Regions from separate parts of the Capsicum annuum genome. Here region 1 is linked to region 2. Evidence: chromatin contacts called from public Hi-C data. All regions are on one chromosome and are shown on one strand. The core of a region is the stretch at or near the end of the contact, and the rest is flanking DNA. Distances in the headings are between cores, read along the strand shown. Region 1 holds the start of LOC107870906 (dnaJ protein homolog). Region 2 holds the start of LOC107870907.

The links. Hi-C and Micro-C count contacts between places; a contact is called where the count stands out from the background.
Region 1: a Hi-C map of leaf shows a contact between it and region 2, with 2.6 times the contacts expected there. The contact joins the promoter of LOC107870906 here to the promoter of LOC107870907 in region 2. A contact is called at or near these places in 3 of 5 Hi-C or Micro-C datasets (bud, leaf and placenta).

What each region holds. Positions count from the first base shown.
Region 1 is chr5:162,190,992-162,194,637 of UCD10Xv1.1, forward strand. LOC107870906 (dnaJ protein homolog) reads left to right here and starts at 1,442. Exons shown (of 8, transcript XM_016717600.2): 1 at 1,442-1,680.
Region 2 is chr5:161,959,569-161,963,248 of UCD10Xv1.1, forward strand. It overlaps LOC107870907, which reads right to left and starts at 1,994. Exons shown (of 4, transcript XM_016717602.2): 1 at 1,363-1,994. The coding sequence starts at 1,692.

The sequences.
Region 1 (3,646 bases), core at 192-2,691, 230 kb after region 2:
TTGAAGAGGCAACTCATGGACAATATGTCTGCTTCAACCGTGGTTTTAATATATCATTCCTAACTAATTATTATAAATTATTTACGTATTATTAAATTAATAATATTTAATAAAAAATAAAATAGACATTTATGACATGTCTGCTTCAGCTACTTCAATCTTGATTTTACTATATCACCCATACTTCATTATTATAAGTCATTTAATTATTAAAAATTAATAATATTTAATAAAAAAATATAATAGGTATAAAATAATAAATTAACTCTTGATGATTTAAATTAATAATTAATTTGACATCTTATATGAAGTCAACTGAAATATTTTTACACAAGTATTTTTTATAGTAACTTTATTATATATCACTTCTAATTAGTTATTATAAGTTATTCAAGATATGACTGCTTCACTGCTTTAATCGTAATTTTACTATATCACCCTTAGTTAATTATTATAGATCATCTAAGCATTAGAAAGTTAATAATATTTTATAAAAAAGAGTAAAATAAACACAAAATGATAAGTTAACTGTAAATGTTTTAAATTAACTTGAGAACTTATATGTGGCCCAATTAAATTTTTTTCACAGTTATTTTTTATAGTAATTTTACTATATCACTTCTAATTAGTTATTATAAATTATTTAATAAGTATTATATAATAAACAATATTCAATAACAAAGTTAAAATAGATACAAAATGATAAATTAACAATGGTTGGATGAAGTATTTTACAATAGTAATATCTGTGTCAAAAAAGGAGTATAGGAATAATATATTTATTGACCGTGTTGGAATTATAAGAAATTTCGAAGTTCTTATTTACTTGAAAGGGTAATCTAGAAATAAATGAGTAACTTTTATTTTCATAATTAATCGATTTATATGATAAAAGATCATATCTATAACATTTTTTAAAATTATCTTTTTGGTTTGATAATGAATAGAGTTCAGAATCATTTTCTTTTTTGTAATGAATTAATTGGTCTAAATGATTAGATTAAAACAAAAAATTAAATACATAGTTTCGAGCTAAGATCTGAATGATCCAAAATTCAATTTTTACTAGGGACAAATAAATGAAGCATAAAATACATAAATAAACAAATTAAATTTTAAATTTTATTTCAATTAATGTGGCACCATTTGATTAAGCATGGAATAGAAAAAAATGAAATGCTATTTTAAAATTCATGCTATAAATAAACCTTAGACTATGTGGTTATAAAATATTTCATTAATAAATAATAAAAATTGTAAAAATAAATTATTTCTAAAAATAAAAGAAGGACATTCTTTTTTAAATAAATTAAAAAGTAAAATATATCATATAAATTAAAATAAAAAAATATAAATATTGCGTCCGCGCTCACGTGCGATGTGCCGCTAGTTTTTACATATATAAAGCAAGGACCATATCCATCAAGTATATACATTCCGTACAAAAATTGTGTAATCCCTCAATACATAAAGGACCATTTTGATAATTTTCTCAAACATTTTCCTCAGCATGTTGTGTTACGCCACCGCCCAAAAATGCAAACGAAAACCTCGAACAAGAAGGAAAACACATGTCCTCTTCCCCTTGTATGCAAGTTCAATAAGATAAGAAAAAGAAAGGCTGCTCCTCATTTTTCCTCTGTAATAAAACTCTCTTAGAAAACCCTTTTCAATTTCGAGGTACTTTTTCTTCCTGTAGCTACAAATCGTTGGTCCTTTTTTTTTATTGCTGTTTTCTTGAAAATCTAATTCTTGGTTGTCTTTTGAATTGCATGTTAACTTCTTTATGTTTTTAAAAATTAATTTTCGGTCTCTTTTTTACTAGTTCAGCTGTAAAGTAGGTTTTTTTTTTTTTTTTCCACTCTGTCTTATTTGCTTGTCCTTTTTATTCTTGACTTATGGTGATTTGGAGTTGTTGCAATTATTGTGAATTTCTTTTTCCTCTTTATTCATTGGTGCAACTGGTAAAGTTACTTTCATGAGGTCATGGGTTTTGGGTTTTGAGACGTAGAAACAGTTTCTTGCAGAAATGTAAGGTAAAGACTAAAGACTGTGATAGACCTTCTCTATAGCGAGAGCTTGGTGCAGCTTGCTGCCTTTTATTTTCTTATTCGTATGTGAAAATTTGGATTATAGTTTCTGTGTGTAGTTCAGCTGTAAAGCTGGATTCTTTGCATCTTGTTTCTATCTTATTAGCGGAAAGATAAGTGACATTAGAATAACGAAGTTGGTGAACTTAATAGGGAATTTTGGAGCTTGAATTTTTTTTTGGGATATTTAGATGCTAACTCCTAAAAAGTGCAGGCACAATTAAACGAAATAATTTGTTGTCTGGCGTGTGGCCTAGTGGTCAATGAAGTGGGTTGAGCACCATGACGTCTCGGGTTTATATTCCAGAAAAATCAAAACACTAAGTAATTTCTTTCTATCAAGTCTAGTCTTGATGGATAGAATCACTTGGTACCTGTTGCTGCTGCTGCTACCTGATGTTGATGGGCGGTGGTGGTGGTAGGTATCCCGTGAATTATTTGAGGTGAGTGATAAAATTACCTGTTGCTCAGGGTTTGAGCTGTAAAAATAGCCTCTTGTAGAAATGCAGGGTAAGGCTAACTACAATATACCCAGGGCGGATTTAGGGGTAAGGTGGGAACCCAGTAACTTTCGTGCGGATCTTGTATTTATATTGAGAAATGTAGTAAATATATAAAAATTATAAGTTGGTAACCCACAATGAAGTGTGCTATTGGTCTAGTGGCAAAGAAGGTGCTTACTGGAGCATTGTTGCCCTCTTGGTTGTGGGTTCTAACCCCATCTGTCACTTTCTTTTGGATTTTTATTTTGGTCAAGGAACCCACAAGCTTAAAATTCTAGATCCGCCTCTGAATAGACCTTTGTGGTTCGGACCATAGTAGGAGCTTAGTGTAACGTGCTGCCTCCCCTCCTCTCCTCCATTACTCGTGTGAAAATTTGGATTGGAAGTTTCTCTGTGTAGTTACGGCTGTAAAGTTTGATTCTTTGCATCTTGTTGGCATCTCATAGTGGAAAGGTAAGTGGCATTAGAATAATGAAGAGGTCTTGGTGAACTTATAGGGAATTTAGAATCTTGAAAAGTTTGTTAAGTTTGTTGGGATATTTAAATACTAATTCCAAAAAGGTGCTGGCACCATTAAAAAGAATTAATTTGTTGTTTGGCACCCAAGGGTGTTGTCTAGTGTTCAGTGAAATGGATTGAGCATCATGAGGTATTAGGTTCAAATTCCAGCTGTGACAAAACGTTGAGTGATTTCTTTTCATCTGTTCTAGTCTCGTGGATAGAATTACCTAGTACCTGCTGCTGATTGGAGGTGGTGGGTACTGTGTAGAATTAGTTGAGATGCGTGGTAGAATTACTTGGTACCTGGTACCTTTGCTGGTGGGAGGTGTCAAGTATCCCATTGAATTAGTCGAGGTGCTTGCAAGCTTGTGGGTGCAACAGTTATCAAACAAAACAACAACAACAAAGCTTTCAGATATGACTGGTTTAATAGATATACTAAGATAGTAGGAGGAGAAAGCTGAAAAGGAGTTTTGGACCACAAATAATAGAAAGGGGACTGGCGTACTAAAGAATCTTGGTATTTATAAGAAATGGCCCTAGCTTTTGTTT
Region 2 (3,680 bases), core at 744-3,243:
CCTTAGGAATCTACAAAAAGTCTTCCAACTTGACCATATTATCCTCTTGGAGATATTTATTCATAAATCAAGAGGAGGTCTAAGTAGTAATTCAAGTATACAAGGAATATTCCAATTTTTTGTAACAGATAAAACATAAAAGGGACAGCTTTAAGCATAGAAAATTTCTTATCACAAACACAGTTCTTGCTAGTAATTGTACTAGATAAAGACAATCAATGATGTGTTTCCCTACGAAAAGTTAAGCTTTTGGACTTGGGTCTTACGGGGCCGGGTCGTGTACATTGTACACACCACCCTACCTAGACTCCACTTGTGAAATTACAAGTGATATGTTATTGTTGTTCTTACTGGAAGCGGAGCTATACTTTTGCTTACAGGCTCAGCTAAACCAATAACTTTGGCTCAAATCCAGCAGTATTTGCACTTAAAAATTCATACACACACACACATAGTTTATAAACTCTGTTAATTCTCTTTTTTAGAATTCAAAACTCATAAACTCAAAATAGCTTTGCGTTTGAGTGCCACAGTTACCAAAAGCTAAAAAGCACAAAAAAGCTACAACGTTTGTCGGGCCTTTAAGCACAAAGCCCAAATAAAGTGTGGGATTTAAAGACAAAAGATACAAATATGTATATATGTTTTGTCCCAAACGAATAATTATACGCATGAAAGACAAATATATGAAAGACAAATATATGAAGAAAGAAATTGAAAAAAAAATATAAGTGAAATATCAATGATTTAGTGTTGCCACTTCAGAATAGGCTCATTGGAAATGAAAACTGTCTTAGAACATTGATGACTAAAGCGAGGCAAAGCGCTCAACACATGTTGAGCCGCGCTTCAGGGCTTAAAGCACGCCTTCGATGACACTGCCCAGAATTCAATTTAAAAACACATGATTCAAAAATATCTTTTATTTTACTAAGCTCCGTGTCCGTGTCAATTCAAAATCAGACAAATGAGTTAAAACTGAGGGAGTATATAGTTTATACGGAACTCATAGACTCAAAATTCTAGCACTTCTGGGTGTCACATTATTCAATTTAAAACACATGATAAATTAAATTACTTTATCAAAACTTCTTAATCTTCGTTCTTCAAAATCAGATAAATAAATTTTAAAAAAAAGGACAAAGAGACTGAAGGAGTATATAGTTTATACCAAACTCATCAATTAAAAACCTAGCTTTGGGCCAAATAATTTAATTTAAAATCATATAACTCAAAAATATTTTATATTTTCTTAAAAATCGTGTCAAATTAAAATTATACAAATAAATTAAACTGATGAAATACACGCAACTCATAAACTCAAAACAAAATAAAAGATACGTAAAGAAATAGAAAACGTACTTTGACTTTAGACGGATCAATGATAACAGAATCAGAGTTGGATGACAACAAATTCGATTCCCCATTACGTTCCGCAACATCACAAAGAGCACGTACAACCTCAGCAGCTGTCTGCACACATCTCAAAAACGGCGAAACAAAAACCCGATGGATTTTCAAATCCATATTGGATCGGATCTTTTGACCCGTACAAAATGCACGGATCTTACCATCTTGATGCAGTGGTGGGTCCCACGGCCTTTCGGCTTTCATTACCCATAATTCTTCAAAGTTATCTAGACGATCACCGTGCCTCATTACGACGACGTTTTGATATTTTTGCGTCGCCATAATTGCTAGGAAGATATTGTTATTGTTATTGTATTTTTTTTTTTTTATTTAGTGCGATGAAGATTAGGACAATTTATATAGATAATGTATAATGCAGGTCAATTTCGATGTAATGAAAGTGTGAGAAATGAAGTTGGGATTTTTTTCTCTGTCTTGTTGAAGGTTCCTAGAAAGTCGATGGAAGAAGAAAGTTTGACAAACTTTTATAATCTCTCATATACCCCTAAACTTTGTGAAAAGGTTTAAATATGTTTTCCGTTATAAGTTTGGTTCAAATATATCTTTGCCGTCAAAGTTTAGGAGTAAATATGCCCCTAAATTTTGCGGAAAGGTCCAAATATGCTCTCCATTACAAGTTTGGTCCAAATATACCCTTAATGTTAAAGTTTAGAAGTAAATATACCCCTCAAACCATTAACTGCTTTGCTGAAAATTTACAAATTATTCTTTTTTTCTTTTTTTTTTAATTTTTTAATGGCCACGTAAGCAAATAATTGTCAAGTCACAAAAATTAAATTCACTCAATTCTTTTATATCCTGACCCGACCTTAATCCGACTCAAGACCCCTTTTATCCTCAATAATACCTTAACCCATTTCACTTTATCTTCTATGCAGTAACTTAGTCGGAGCTTAGTCTACCGTGGATGTGAGTAAATCAATATGCAAAATAGATTGCGTTGTTTCTGACTTAGTCTACATAATTGTGAGTAAAATTACCTGAGGTTTTGTGGAGAAAATTTGTCAGAAACAACACAATCTGCTTTGTGTATTGATTTACTCACATCCAGGATAGACTAAGCCCCGACTAAGTTATTATGTAGAAGATAAAGTGAAATGAGTTAGGGTATTATTGAGGGTAAAAGGGGTCTTGGGTCATATCTTGCTCCGGGTCAGGGTATAAAAGAATTGGGTGAATTTAATTTTTGTGACGTAACAATTATTTACTTACGTAGCCATTAAAAATTAAAAAGAAATAGAAAAAAGGGATTTGCAAATTTCCAGCAAAGCACTTAACGGTTTGAGGGGTATATTTGCTCTTAAACTTTAACATCGAGGGCATATTTAGACCAAACTTATAAAGGAGGACATATTTGGACCTTTTCGCAAAGTTCAGGGGCATATTTGCTCTTAAACTTTAACGGCGAGGGCATATTTGGACCAAACTTGTAACGGAGGGCATATTTAAACCTTTTTGCAATGTTTAGGAGCATATTTGACCCTTTTCCCTTACAAATATATACTTAATTTTAGTTGTTCGATTTAAAAAGTAAAAGAGGCGGTCATTTGTTTCATTTTTTATTCTGACGCTGCGAGTGAGTGAAATAAAAGAGAAAAAATTACGAGGACTGGTGTGGTGGTTCAGCATCTCATTCTTTAAGTAAAAAGTTGGGGTTCGATCCCCACCTCTGGTGAATGAAGAAAACTCTGTAGTCAGTTTTCTATCGCTTAGTGCGCTGATCATAAAATGAAGGATTAGTGTTACGGCTGCCGGTTGTGGAAATACCTTGGGAAACCAAAAAAAAAAAAAGTTAAGACTTTTCAGTGAGAATAGATTTAAAAAATTTATTAGTTTATTGTTAATTAAATTTATACTTTATTATTTTATTTTATGTGATATTATTTACTTTTCAAAAGTCAAATAATTTAAATTTAGACATTAAATTTTTAAATTTTTTAAAATGAAATTTAAATATTTAGAAATTAGGTAATATATATTATGAGATATAATAATTAACAATTTAAAATATAGAAAAAAACTAATGAATCAAAAATAAATTTATGTAAATCACAAAAATAAAAAATAACATATAAATTAGGATGAAAAAGCATATTTAAAGAATGATATAATAAAATATTTTATTTATATTAATTAAGAAAATATGCCAATAAATATTTTGGACAAATAAAGATAGCAGAAGTCATGAGTCACACGAGAGACTGCGATGGAACTTCTGTAATGGTGACTAAGTGGATATTTTATTCACC